Regions from separate parts of the Mus musculus genome. Here region 1 is linked to region 2. A link is a contact called in public Hi-C data. All regions are on one chromosome and are shown on one strand. The core of a region is the stretch at or near the end of the contact, and the rest is flanking DNA. Distances in the headings are between cores, read along the strand shown.

Region 1 (3,645 bases), core at 415-2,914, 76 kb before region 2:
CTGCTTGGATAATAAACCCAAAAATAGTCCTAGTGGTCAGAATCAAGGATATTAAACACTGGAAAGAGTAAAATACATCTCATAAATTCTAGAAAATCATATCACAACATATTACATTCATTATCTAAAAGTTTCTTAAGGTACTAAACACAGTATTAAATGTGGCTGTAAACGTAATGTCTGCTCAAACATTTGATGATTCATTTTACTAGGAATTACTTTACTGTCCTTAATATGCTTAATAGGTTTTCCTATGACTTATAATCTAGGTTTTCAGTTCTCTGCTCCCAAAATACAGACACTAGCTGAAATATTATCTCAAAACTTTTATGCTCATAAGTAAAAATAACACTTACAATGCCATGTGGAAAATATGGTATAATAAAACCAAACCAAAAAAAAAAAAAAAAAAAAAGCAAGAGGTCTCAAAGTGGCCATTCCTGGTCACATGTCCAGGGTCGACTAAGACTTCCTGCAACTGTTGCCAGCTGGGCATCCGGCAGGGTTTGTAGTGCTTCACACACACTGAACAATCCACACCTCAGACTGACCTAGGAAAGAAGCTCAGGAATGTTTGACAGGAAACTGTGAGACTTCAGGTAACCACAGAAAGTAAAGAAGAGTATGTGAGGAGTGCTACTCACTATTCTGTTGAGCATATCACAGGGTCTTTGGGTTTGATCAAATAGAAGGCAGAAAGATTTGCTCAAGCATGAAGACTAAAAACACATTTGCCTGAAGTGTAGGGGTAGGTGTTTGCATATTCAAGTATACACAGATATATACACATGCCTGAACTATGCCAAATTCTATTGCATACACACACATATATGTACATATAAATATATACACACATATATAATATATACATATACACAGATATTACACACACACATACACACACACACACACACACACACATATATATATATATCACATTGTATTACCTAATGGGGATGGAAGAGTGGAAGAGTGAATGATTCCAGAATGCAAAATGTACATATTTGGGGTTACTCATCACAACATTTAGATGATCATGGATATCTAAACAATTGAAACAAAATACACAAAAAACAGGGTTTCTCTGTGTAGCCCTGGCTGTCCAGGAACTCACTCTGTAGACCAGGCTGGCCTCGAACTCAGAAATCCGACTGCCTCTGCCTCCCAAGTGCTGGGATTAAAGGTGTGCACCATCACGCCTGGCTTGAGACCTCTTGCTTTTGAGGAAGGCCACAGGGCAGCATAGAAGCAGGGGAAAGGTTGTAGGTCTTGGAGCAAGCTCTCTGAACAGCCCTATTTTTTAAGCACAGAGCTCCAAATGTACCAAAAACCCTTAAGTTGGAAGATTTTCTGAGCTACATTTTTTGAGGTAGAAGTGTTAAGAACAGAAAGTATTTCATTTAAAGGTATTTATCATGATAAATAAGTCCATATATTGTATGTGGGCCTTGATTTGTACTCTCTTTCTTGGCTCATAAATATTAGATGAAAACCTATATATATACCACACATAGATCTCATGTTCTCTAACATTATTTCTGTATAAACATCCAAGAGGATATAGCAAGTGATCTCAGATTGTTAAAGTGTACACTAGCCTGTGATTTCATATGGCGTACACGTTATTTTGAATTGCTTTCCCAACATGTCTCAGCGTAATATTGTACAACCTGATTAATCAAAACCTCATTCCCATGCAGCCCCACCTTCGCTACTTGGCACCACGTAAGCTGGTAACTCCCTTTTGACACTGGCAGTTCAGCAACATTTAAAGGAAAGGGCCATTAGGACTCAAAACAATGTTGTCTAGGTTTGATTTTAAGTAAATTCCATACCTTATCACAGGGTAGGCAAAACTGAAGGAAAAAAAAAAAAAAAACCTCAGGTAGGAATAACACATCTTCTTTTCTTCCCACTCATCTTTTCATTTTCTTAATCCACACAAAACTTACGTTAAAACTTTTTCTAAACACACAAAATGGAAAACTCCAAAACAGAAACAAAGTTGAACCCCCCCCCCAATCATTACAGTATTCATGAGAAACTGTTTCAAGCCATACTCATAATACTTCTGTGTCAATTTATGGAGAATTAGCTACAGGCAACCAAGGGACACACTTACAATGCCATGTGGAAAATATGGCATAATAAATATTAAGCAACAGAAAATAGTGGGTGCTTTGTTTGTTTTCTGTGGTGCTGCAGATTAACCTCAGGGCCTCACACATGCCCTGCGAGCATGTTAGCACCAAACAATACCTTTAGCCTATTTTTACTTTAATTCAGAGGGAATTTTGCTATGATGTACAAACAGACTGGCCTCAAACTTGTAGCCCTCCTGCATCGGTTTCCAAATGTGCACAGCTACAACTGGCTAAGAAAACAGTCTTAGTGCTAGTCTAAGATGGGAAGAGGGACTCACCTCCATTAGTGAGTCAAACGGAGGAAGGGTGTGATAAAGGGCAAGAGAGTGTTCTATAACCCCAGAGTACCATAATGGTCTTTGCTTTGTAGACAGGCTCTTACCACGAGGGCCAGGTTTCCCTCAAACCCCTCATCCTCCAGCTTCAGCTTCAAGCCATTTAAACTGTTGGACTATGTACACGGCTCCGTAGCACATTTCTTTGCCATCAGCCCCACTTGGAGCTGGTTAAGCTAATGGATGCCTGCCTTGTTTACCCCAGTACAGAGAGCGAGTGTCTGTGAACCTACGGAATACCTGATAACTATGAACACTTGAGCCATTCTGGAGTGTCCTCATTCTAAATAGGGAAGGTGTTCTATCATCTTGCTTTCACATATCACTAGACAACTACCAGAGCAGTCTGAACGAGAGACTACAATCATGAGAGAAACTGGGCATAGGTTTTCCAGATACTGCTTCAGAAAAGTAAGGCTATTTACAAAAAAACCAAAACAGAACAACAACAACAACAAAAAAAAAAAACAAAAACAAAAACAAAGTGTAAAATGGCCTGTATCTTCAAAGTAAGCAGATATTCTTAAATGTTAGCATTTAGTAGCATCATAGTACACGGGCAACAACATCTGATTTTCTGATGTTAACCATAGTGAGTCATTAAATTGCCAGAGCCGTATATGGCATAAATGATGAGCTGACCACACTGTACACACCCAATGTGTCATAACTGATGATGTTCAAAGTACATGTTCATAAGCCATCTGGATTCCTCAGCGTATAGTTCTCTGAAATGAAACCATCCCAGTGGCAGTGTTCACTCCATTCCACATGTCAAAATATAGTTAGCATAAATCATGGGAGCCTGGCCGTCCTCAATTATTCAAGCCAGGAACCCCCTGGTGTAAACTCTGAACCACAGCATGGTCTACAGATTATGGTCTGGGGGAAAAAGGTATACCTTTGATAAAAATACGTTGAGTGGGACCAAAGCTGTGCCTTCAGAAATTATACTCTTATAAACACACAAAAGTTCAAGGGGGAAGAGATGGCTCAGTTGGTGAAGCTCTTGCTGGTCAAGCAGGAAGATCTAAGTTTTGATCCCCAGAACTCACGTAAAAAGCCTGGTGTGGCAGCAGTCACCCTAATCTTAGTGCTGGAAGGCAGAGGCAGAACAGTGAGGGGGGCTCAGTGGTCTTTGAAACCACTAGGGAAGGTAAAAATCT
Region 2 (3,497 bases), core at 425-2,924:
CATGGCTTGTGGCGGCCATAGAATCACCTCCACTTGGCCATTCACCCTCCTGGTTATGTTAGGGGCAGCTCTAGCTGTATACTTCCCTTTGTAACACCTTCCCCTGGGCAATATCATTATAACTTTACCAGAAACACTTCCTGTTAATTGTTGCTCATTTCCAATTAATGTGTACTGTGTCTCATCCAGACCGTCTTTTCTTCTAGAACTACCACTACCCCAACCCTGGCACTGATTGCTGAACCCAGGGCCTCAAGTATGCTAGCCAAGTGCTTGAATGACTATTAAACTATATCCTGAGACCTTCTAAGATATTTTGCTTAATTCTTTGTGCCTGTGTATGCCAAATCTAGCTTTACTCTGCTAGGTCAAACTCTGATTGCTGTAGGAAAAAAATCCATCACTCCACATGAATCCCAAAGGTTACCAGGTCTTTAGCTGTGGGTCATAGGCATCTCTGCATCAGATTCCTCCTGTACTGTAAATCCCAGCCCTACAATCTTGGCATCCCACCCCACTGTCCTTTCTTCTCACCTTCACAACCCTTCCCTCCTGGATCACCTTACCCCCATTCACTTTCCCAAAACCATCATCCATTTTTTTCCTGATTGCTCCAGGATGGGAGATGAGTGTGCATGCTTATGGTTGGTTTTATAAGGCATTTTGTTTGTGCATTTGAAGTCACCAGGTAACTAGTAGGAAACACACACTCACTACACCACACACACACACACACACACATCTCAAAGAAGCCTATGTCTGTCCATAAGAAGACTTGGATATATTGAGGTCCCCAGAGCCTTGACATTCCAAGAAGATGTGATGTCCCTGTAGCTCTGGGAGTGTAGGCCTGTAGCTCTATGTAACATGCATTCCAGCCTCAGATTTGTAAGGGTGTTTCTCACCAAGACCAGGCCTTAGTTCTTTTTCTGGGTAGCCCCCAGCAAACTGTAACCACAATGCTGGTTTTTTGCTGGAAAACAACAGAGGTCACTATATAAAGGGGTGAGCCAGCCAGTGACTCTATTCTGTAGTAGCTGTCAAAGGTCTTGTTCCTCTCTTTTGCCTTTCTACACTCCCTAGAAGGGATAATACAGCCATTCTTTTCCTGATGAAGCCAAGGCTCTGCTTCCTGTAGATTCCTTTGATCAAGGCACATTTGACAAGGACTGAACTTTCTCCTCTGACCTCAAAGCTCCCAATAACCAAACTAATATATGCAGATTGGTAAACGAATGCAATTTTCTATGCAGCAAAACACTAGAAATAAGATTATTGTATGTCTATTACTTTGACTGCTTTCACCACTCCCACACAGAATCCTAAGAATGAGCCATGTTGTAAGTAAACCTTTCCATATCTCTAACAAAGGTGATATCCTTCAGGCAGCTGTCACCCTCCTGTTAGTAGCACGACATCGGAGGCAAATTCTTGATATGGAGGAAATTATTTTGCTTTAAGACTTTCATTAAGGCACAACAATAGAAAGATTTGAGGACAGAGCAAAGAACATCACTGTCACTCTTTAAGTCTCCTTTCTATCTCTCTACTTAGCTCACAAATACTAGATCAAAAGCTTGACTGCCTGAAAAACCCTCTAATCCACTTCGTGATCTTCCTCTGGCTGTGTCAGAACACCGTCCCTGGGGAACCTCAGCATTGTCCTTCATCCAGCTAAAGGCAAACCAATTGTTGAGGGCACAGCAGCAAATGAGATAGGGGTATAATTGCCCTGCCTAAAGGTAGGCAAACAAGGGATTCAGTTGCAGAAAAATTTTTTTCTTAACCATTTGCATAATTGCAGCACTCCTTTGATTTGCTTTTCCAGTAGAAAACTGGCTCCTAGCCCTGCAAAGTGCTTTTGTGAAAATCTGAAAGTCAAGAAGTAAAAGCATGTTGCTCTATCCAATTAGCTTAAAACCCAACGGGATCTGCTGCTGGCCTTTCAGAGAGCTGCCTACAGAAAAGTAGCAGCAACGTCTATCATCCTAGCATCCGACTCTAAAAGGAACAAGAATGGTTTGCCTGTCCTCTTTCTAGCTGAGGCAGCTGCAGAGGCCTGAACATTCTCGTTCAAGGTCATTGCTCGTGTTGTCCTCTTGTGATGATTGTGAGAACAGACTGGAGTAAGGGGAGGTGATGAAAAACTGGAGGAGCATAGCTTCATTGCTCTTATGGAATCGCAATCGGCCCCTGCCCACCCACTGAAGGTTGCGAGGGAACAGAAAGGCAGCACTCACCTCTACCAGGGAACAGGCAAGAGCTTCCTGTAACAGAGGCGTGTATACATTGGCTGAGGAACACGCACTCTGTTGTGTGTTGGTGGTTGCTCAATTTGTTTACATGGTAACTCCCTTATTTATGCGTCTGCTCTTTGTTCTCCAGTGAAGATAGATGATCCAGCAGAGCGAATCTTTGTTTCTTATGAGCTCACCCTCTCCTGCTGTCTTTGCCTGCCACACCTGTAATTATAATTATGGCCCGCTGCTCAGGGATGCTGCAATCCCTTCCTGCTGAAACCCATCTCCAGTTCAGAGACCGAGTCACTGTGTGGGGAGAGAACGCCGGGATCAATGGAATGGGCTTCATTAGTGTCTTTGCCGCCGCTTCTGGCTGCAGTTAACCTGACTGAGAAGGTGCGTGTGGCCAGCAGTTTTCAGAAGCGTGGACACATCCTTGCATTTTCAAAGGAGCTATGACGTTAGTAACCACAACTGGGACACTGCGGACAAGCATAATGAGGCTAGGCATTTTGAAAGTCAGTTGATACTGAGGTAAAGGAACTGCTGATGTATTACAGGTATGCCAAAGAAGGAGAGAATCTGGCAGTTACCAGAAGTACATTAGCACGAGATGGTCTCAAAAGCCATTACAGATTGACTTTGTTTTGACAAAATCATTCTTACATGTCTCATCACTAACAGATTCTGTGATGCTAGAAGAATTCAGTCTTGTAAGTAAGTAGTCTACCCTTGAGATACAAACTGCCTGGCGGTTTGTACAAATCCACTGTCATCTTGATGAAAAAAAAATTAACACAAAACTTTTCCGTTTCATTTATAATGACACCTATAGATATACAACTTTGTTCCTAAGCCAATGGAACTCCTATATCTTCTAAGGAGGCAAAGTTTCATTTTGCTTGGGTGGCCGTTTTTATACATGGGATAAGAAAGGCATTTCAATTAAGGGACTTGTAGGTAACTGACAGAGCAATGATTTTGTTGTTCTGGTCTCACAATAGGAGTAATGAATGTTTAATCTACAGAAAACAGATGAGATTTCCCCTCCCCCAACAAGGTTTTAGCTCTCCAGTCTGAGCCCAAATATGAGAGCCTTCAATTGCTCTATTGTATTCCAGTTTAGACAAAGGATTTAGTCAAGTGCACTAGCATGCCGGCTTTTTATCCTGTTGCAAATGTTGAGAATTTTCTCTGGTGTATCAGATAAAATACATCGTAAGGAAATTGCAGAGATAGAAATTTAAACGGATAAGC

The links. A called contact is a pair of places that touch in the nucleus more often than the background predicts.
Region 1: a contact with region 2 is called in a Hi-C map of epidermal suprabasal cells, with 2.4 times the contacts expected there. The contact joins two enhancer-like sites. A contact is called at or near these places in 1 of 15 datasets of contacts at CTCF or cohesin (CD8 T cells), 6 of 484 Hi-C or Micro-C datasets (the G1E-ER4 cell line, the HPC-7 cell line, bone marrow-derived macrophages and 3 more) and 1 of 115 datasets of contacts at active chromatin or transcription factors (fibro-adipogenic progenitors).

The regions. Positions count from the first base shown.
Region 1 is chr2:79,603,045-79,606,689 of GRCm38.p6, reverse strand. It overlaps a transcript of Itprid2 not described here. Among named protein-coding and RNA genes, the nearest start is that of Gm46751, 30 kb to the left of the region's middle. Within about 2 kb of position 1,664, at least 9 of the 459 cell types and tissues checked have an H3K27ac peak or open chromatin away from gene starts, as enhancers often do. A contact at or near this core is called in epidermal suprabasal cells, where this site is marked.
Region 2 is chr2:79,527,563-79,531,059 of GRCm38.p6, reverse strand. No RefSeq gene overlaps it. Among named protein-coding and RNA genes, the nearest start is that of Gm39867, 20 kb to the left of the region's middle. Within about 2 kb of position 1,674, at least 16 of the 459 cell types and tissues checked have an H3K27ac peak or open chromatin away from gene starts, as enhancers often do. A contact at or near this core is called in epidermal suprabasal cells, where this site is marked.